Regions from separate parts of the Hordeum vulgare genome. Here region 2 is linked to region 1. Evidence: chromatin contacts called from public Hi-C data. All regions are on one chromosome and are shown on one strand. Each heading gives the region's core, a stretch centred on a gene start, on an enhancer-like site or on the middle of the called end of the contact. The rest is flanking DNA. Distances are from core to core; before and after follow the strand shown. Region 1 holds the start of LOC123443151 (sodium/calcium exchanger NCL1-like). Region 2 has its middle 98 kb from the start of LOC123443153.

Region 1 (3,610 bases), core at 228-2,727:
CATGCACATGAGTTTTCTTCCGAGTCTCTTGGATACAAACTCAAAAACCATTGCAATTATAGCATAGATCATAAACATAAATTACAAACCTGAAGGTAAATAATAATAACAACAATAATAATTGCCTCTAGGGCATATCTCCTACAGGCGTGTCACTATGGTGGAGGCAAATCAGTTGAGCATGCCGAACTCAACACTAGAAAGGTCAACTCAACACTAGAGAGGCCACTATGGTTTATATAGACGTGGTCGAAGCCCATGAGTATGAGAAGGCCACCATGATAGGAATTAGCCCACACCTAAAGGTGCAAGCACTAGTGGCGCCAAAAACAGCCCAAGGTCCAGGTCGGCCCAAGCAACCTTCATTTATGGTAGCAATGTAGCTACATTAAATGCTATAGTAAGGGAGGGACTTGAGCCTGACGCCCCATGCCACGACAAGGCCTGCCTAGGACATGTCTCCGTCGTTGGTGCAAGCAAGCATGTGTTGTCTCTGGGGACGAGATCCCAATAACAAGCGATAGAGGTTTGAGTTGCGTGAGTCGTGAATTGGTGTTGGCCACCCGGAATGATGGTATGCTTACATGCTATTCCGACCTACAAATGTCGATGTCTTTGTCGCCACCATTGACCTAGAGAAGGAGCCACCTCTTTTCACCACAAACACCATCATCTCCATCTTGCTCGCCAACTACCCGTATTCTCGAGGCACCGTTGCTTGACACTTGCTCACCCTCAAGCTTGTAAAGCCCATAAAGAGATTTATAGAAACAAATGAAGGAGTGGAAATGGGAAAACATAGATCTAATGTGGGGGAAACTTCTGCAAATATTTGGTCCACACTCCCAACGTGTCCCTTGTCTGACATGTCACTGTCAACACGCTAGTTGGGACGATCAAATGGTGACATGGCAGATTTGGACTTGCATGACTCGGCAATGCACTTACATGACCTCGATGATGATTTTCAAGGTTTTAGGATCTATGTAGACACTCGAAATAGTTTATGGACCGATGATACACTTCACTACATATAAATATATATCCAAATTATGATTTTCAAGTGTTTTTGTTAACTTACTTTAGTAATTTATATGATATATGACGTCTCAATTTTATGCAGCTATGCAGTTTTCTCTTGTGTTCTTGAATTATCATTATTTTGACACAATTGTGTTCATGAAGTTTTGTGTGTTGAGCGTAGAAAGGAAAGTAACAATGGCACAGTGCACGCTACGGCTAAGGAAAGAATATTTACAGCTCCAAAAATACTGTATAATCAAGGAATATTTACTTTTAGCTTGTTTAACTTGCCATATCATCATGTTGTTGGATTCTTTAAAGGATCCGCGTGCAGCCTCTTCTCTTCCCGCCAGAAAAAGGAAGGTAAAAAATGGAATAGGAACTTTCTAAAAGGAAAATAAAATAGTAAAATTTAAAATATCTCTCAGATCGCACCATATAAGGCTACGCGCACCCACCCGCACTCCCCAGCACTAGCGCGCGACGCCCCGCCCCCACCTCCTCCGTCGCAATGGCGATTCGCCGGCAGCGCCGCTCCTTCCCGCTCGTCCCCTTCCTCATCTCCCTCCTCGCCGTCGCCGCCTATGGCCGCCTCATCTCCGACGGCATGCCCGCCACCCCGTCCTCCTCCATCCTCGCGTCCCCCCTGTCCTCGGCCGCCATCCGCCTCAACTCCTCCTCGCCGGCCACCGCCGCGGCCGAGGAGTGCGAGCAGTCGTACGGCTTCCTTCCGTGCACCACCACCGTGTTCGGAAACATGTTCCTGGTGCTCACCTACGGCTTCCTCATGTTCAAGGCGGCCACGTTCCTGTCGGCCGGCAGTGAGCTGCTGCTCGAGATCATGGGCCCCGGCCTCGTCGGCGGCCTCCTCCTCCCCATCCTCGGCGCCCTCCCCGACGCCCTCCTCGTGCTCGGTATGCTCGCCCTCGCTTCCTTGCTTAAATTCTACCCAACACACCTCGTTCAAGGCAACTAGCTCTCCCTGAAGGAGAGAATGATTTGCTCTTCAAGCAACTTCCGAGCTGATCTTTAGAAATACTAGTATTATCTTACCGAAGAGTGAATGCTTGTTGATAACAGATTGAAGAGTAAAACGCAATTCCTACCATTTATGTTTGCGCTCTTCGGTTTTTGATTTGTTTCAGATCTGAACCCTCTGGTTTGATCTGATTGGATCAGAGCATAATAAGCTGTATGACTCCCATTGGTAGACCTTGGCCTTGTGCACTAGCCCAGTTTCTCTTGCTGATCTCATCAGCTTGCTCTTTTCGTTGGCACATGCATGGATTAACCCAAAAGTAGCCTATCCTATTTGGAGACCATACGATTGGTACTAATTCATAACCAAACATCAAGCCCCAACCAACCACCCACGCCCACGGACAAACAGAGCTAGCAAATTACGCCCTGCTTTCTCTGGAATCTGTCGGTTCATTAACTTTTACTTAAGTTTCACCAGCACTTGTAGTCACCGGCCTTTGACTTTCCCCACTTTCTATTCTAAATCTTTTCTTGTTATCTTCTTTGCATAATTTACCTTTCTTTGTCCACTGCACATGAAGGATTGTCTGATGGCTTCGAACTGCTTTTCTCTCTTGTTTTGTGGGGTTCTCTTGACTATGATCGGTATTTTTGTATAGTAATAACAGTGATTCTTTGAGAACAACTTTTGAAATATTATGGGAAAAAGGAACCATATCGCCAATTAGTTTGCTGATCAATTGTTGGTGTCTTGGTGATGGGTAGGTATCATCTCTAGTGTATGCGGAAGGTGTTCTATTAGTCGGTCAGTTAATCAGCTAACATGTTACAGTTAATTGTTTTGTGATATTGTGGGACGGTACATCATATGTATCATCTAGATGAATTATTGATGCATTTTTGAAGTAATGGTAAACATATTATTATTTTTACCTGAAAATTAATATAATAGAGCTTATTATTAGCATTATCCATCTTCCTGATGAGTGCATGCCGTTTTCCCCAACACGATCTTTTCTGTATGTTTTGAGTTGCAGTGCATTTTTGGTACCTTGTGGATTTCTTGTGCGCCCGTCTTATTTTTCCTTGGAATTGTACATCCTGACGAGTTATTAATTTGCAGTTGGAATTCGTTGCAAATAGCCTTTTGGTACACTTCCTCTGAAATTAGCATCAGACAAATCACTTTATTAAATTTTACTACCGACTTCATGATGCATTACGTTAATCCTTGCATGATATCTAGGTTACCAACAGTAACACATTGATTGCTTCTATGTAACAGAAAGGACCTACTTTCTCCAAAGATCAAAGGCAAAGTGTACTAAAAAAATAAGAATAACAAGTTGTAATATAAATTAGTAAATGCTAGTACAAAAACATGAATGCAAATTTTAATAGTGTACAAGCACGCAACATGCTTTATAAGATAATACGACTGCCAATTTGCTAAGTTATTCTCAATGAGATCTGCATAGCTAATATATTTGATCACTTCTGAATTCAACATCGTCAACATTCAAGCCTCACTCTGTTTCTTTTTCTTTTGGTCTGTCTTAGTAAATGGTGTACTTCTCCTGTGTTCATTTCAAAGATTAGCTTACTA
Region 2 (3,739 bases), core at 1,091-3,590, 130 kb before region 1:
AGGTGACAACCACTTTCTGTATGTTGGCATACGGTGTCCCCGCTGATCTAGTTGATGATCACTTGGCCATGGGTGAGAGTCAAGCCATCATGTGTATCAAGCGCTTCACAGTCGAATTGTGCAAGTGTTTGGCCAGGAGTATTTGAGATCTTCCAATGTTGAAGACGCCACAAGGCTATTGGAGATGAACAAAGCTCGTGGCTTCCCAGGTATGCTTGGCTCAATAGATTGCATGCATTGGAGTTGGAAGAATTGTCCTAAGGCATGGCATGGGCAATTCCATGGCCAAAAAAGGGTTCCACTATAATCCTTGAAGCGATGGCCGATCAAGAGACTTGGATTTGGCATGTTTTTTTTGCAATGCCTGGATCTTTGAATAGCATCAACATTCTCAACCGGTCACCACTCATGAATAAGATTGCAAATGGTGAACTGCCACCGGTGCAGTTTGTAGCAAATGGTCGTACATACAACTATGGCTACTATCTTGCGGATGGCATCTATCCAAAGTGGCAAACATTTGTGAAGCCGTTGAAAAAACCAGAAGGTAAGATTTTTTTTTATTTCCACAATGCCTAGGCGGTGGCTAGAAGAGATGTGGAGAGAGCTTTTGGGATTTTGCAAGCCCATTTTCTATTGTGAGAGGACCGGCTAGATTTTGGGATCAAAAGATGCTTTGGTACATCATGCACGCTTGTGTGATCATGCACAACATGATCATCGAGAATGAGTGTGGCCAAGATTTAGACTACTCTCACTATGAGCACTTGGGACATCCCGTGCGAGTGCGGCGGAGGGCTGAAAGGATGGCCCGTTTTGTTTCCTCTTATCATGCCATTCGGCGTCCCGAAACACATAATGATTTGTAGAAGGATCTCATCAAGGAGTGGTGGACATGGAATGACCGACAAAGAGCATCATGATTTGTGCGTTTGATGATGTATTGTTGAACTATTTGTTGTATTGAAACATAAACTATTTGTTTGAGTTGTAATAACGAAATTGAACTATTTTTTGTTGATTTATTTTATTTGTATTTGATCTTTTTGATTGTGTTTTGAGAGCATATGTTGTCTGAGCGATAGCGCGCGCTGCATTTTAGCGCGCCTGCTGGAGCTACGCGCGTGCTGCATTTTACAGCGGTCGCTGGAGCGAGTGCTGGTCGCCGCGCCAAAACAGACGGACATCACGCCACAAACTATTTTTTAGCGCGCCGCGCGTTGGACGGCTATTGGAGATGCTCTTAACTATATGCTACTGTAGATGCTTCCTAGCGCATCGCAATATAAAAGCATCTCCAACAGCGGTCCAACGCGTGACACCCTAAAAATCAGTTTGTGGCGCGTCCTTCATCTGTTTTGGCGCGGCGGCCAACGTTGGCTCTAGCGGCCGCTGTAAAATGCAGCGCACGCGTAGTTTCAGCAGGTACGTTAAAATGCAGCGCGCACTATCGCTCAAACAACATATGCGCTCAAAACACAATAAAAAAGATTAAACACAAACAAAATAAATCAACAAAAATAATTCAATTTCGTTACAAATCAAACAAATAGTTTATTACAATTCCAACAAATAGTTTATCTTTCAATACAACAAACTCATGTAAAAAATGTATAGTCGAATCCAATACATACCTTGCGGGCGTTTTGTCGAACACCTTGCGGGCGTCGAGCCGCAGTGGGCGGCCGGGCGCTGTTCTTCGGACGGCTGCCGCGCGCGAGAGGCGGCGGTGACTAGAGAGAGACGGAGGAAGCAGCGGCGACGCGGGGGATAGGCCGGGGAAGTGCCAGAACGATCGCCGGCAAAAATGGGGTGGCGCGGGCGGCGGCGGCACCACGGCTGGATGGGTAGGTGGAGTTGCGAGCGGGCGCTCGAGTATGCAGCGTGCGGGAGCGGGCGCAACAAATAAACGACGCGCGATGACAAACGCGCGCACGATTTTTACGTCTTTGTTGAAGCGCCTGAAATGATAGGGGGTGAAATAAACTAATTTTTCAACGCGATACTTATTTAACGTGTGTGTTAAACATCAATACAAATTTGGCGGAAACGCGGGCATTCCGCGGAGCCAACGCTTTTGTGCCGCTTCTTCCTTCAAAAGCTGCGTGTGACGCGGTTAGTTTATTCCAAAGCCTGCGAGCCATTTTCTTCATGCTCATCTGCGATCTGTCCAAGCTGTGCCACTAATTTATGTTTGTTAGTCAAAAACGGATTAGCGTCGCTGCGATCTCGTTATGATGTAGAAAGGCGACAAGGACATCTTCTTTCTTTGATAAAGGTGAGGAGGACTTGGTGATGATGGAAAGCCACCGGGTGCCTCCAACTTGCACTGCCATGGTAGTTGTGTGGACGTAGCAATAAGTGCTGACGTTATACGTGCTCATTTAAACTGAGCTTATCCAGATCTGAAGGGTTAGTGAACTCGGGTGACTAGGACATGATTTTGAGTTTTAACTTAAAACCATCACAAAGATTAGGTTTCATCCCAGCATGGCATGGATTGGGAAATGTATGAGTTGATGAACCTTAGAATGATCTGGCAGAGTCGTCGTATGGACAACCTTCATATCACATATATAGTGCGCTCCATATGGACATGAAACTTGTCGAGCGAAACCGCGCACACAATGTCACGATAACTTAAGATTCATATGTCTTGCAAGTAGGGCCCAGTTGATTGTGCAAAAAAAAGAGTAGGACCCGGTTGTCATTGGGTCATAGGTTCTTTTTCAAAGAATTCAAACAAACACATTGGCCCTGTTTGGATCATAGGGTTAGAGTTAGAGTGGGTTAGATTTGAGTCATCTAACCCTTAAAAGATCCAAACAGGTGGGTTAGAGTTGGTTAGATGTATCTAACCCACCCAAAAACTCTAACCCATCCAAGAGGTGCTTTTTTGGGTTAGAGTAGGTGGGGTCCAGGAAAAGAGAGAGATTCAAAGTAGCCAAATGATTAAAAAAGAGCATTTATTGTCAATCTAACCCTTCCATCCAAACACCTTTAGACTTAGAGTTAGTTAAGGTTAGTTCAAGGGTTAGAATCTAACTCTAACCAAGTTAGAGTATCCAAACAGGGCCATTGAACTAGAACATAAGCATTGATTTCATTGCTAACCGGGACAGAAAATTAGTCGCAATGCGACTTACATTCATAGCACATGATAATAATTAGTTAAACTAGTTATCATGTTGCCAAGGTGTGTAAGTACCTATATCCGATTTTTTATAGACAAGGCAAAAACTTTAACTCTTTACGTTAATTAATATAATAAAATTGTGTGTCCAAACCATGTGAAATCTAAGGTAGGCATGCACAAAACCAGTTTTCAAATATGCCGGCAAGAAACATAATGCATATTGTCGCAAGTGTGTGGCCATCACCTGTCACCCACAGCCAGCAATTTTAACTTGAGAGTTCACATGAGACACCCATTTCGGCTGTACCAAACCGTTTCCTGATCTTGTTCATGAAAAAAGAGCAATTATGGTGTATTTTTCTCCGAAATGGATGCAACGGTTGCCTCGTTCTATCATGGGCAATTGGGCAGTCAAAGCACGCTAGGAGGTCGGTGCGGCTCACGCATCCCCTTGATGTATGGGGACATGTAACATGCATGATTCAAGGTTTTGACATACAAATATACATTTATAGTTTGTAACGGCAACAAAGGCAGATCATGCCATACACATGGCTCTGCGTAACCACCCATGTTACGTGGGTATGCAGTATGGATGCGAAG

The links. Hi-C and Micro-C count contacts between places; a contact is called where the count stands out from the background.
Region 2: a contact with region 1 is called in a Hi-C map of leaf, with 8 times the contacts expected there. The contact joins the enhancer-like site here to the promoter of LOC123443151 in region 1. A contact is called at or near these places in 4 of 6 Hi-C or Micro-C datasets (all in leaf) and 1 of 1 datasets of contacts at active chromatin or transcription factors (embryo).

The regions. Positions count from the first base shown.
Region 1 is chr3H:109,123,647-109,127,256 of MorexV3_pseudomolecules_assembly, reverse strand. It overlaps LOC123443151 (sodium/calcium exchanger NCL1-like), which reads left to right and starts at 1,477. Exons shown (of 7, transcript XM_045119434.1): 1 at 1,477-1,937. The coding sequence starts at 1,535.
Region 2 is chr3H:109,255,047-109,258,785 of MorexV3_pseudomolecules_assembly, reverse strand. No RefSeq gene overlaps it. Among protein-coding and RNA genes, the nearest start is that of LOC123443153, 98 kb to the left of the region's middle. Within about 2 kb of position 2,340, at least 2 of the 3 cell types and tissues checked have open chromatin away from gene starts, as enhancers often do. A contact at or near this core is called in leaf, where this site is marked.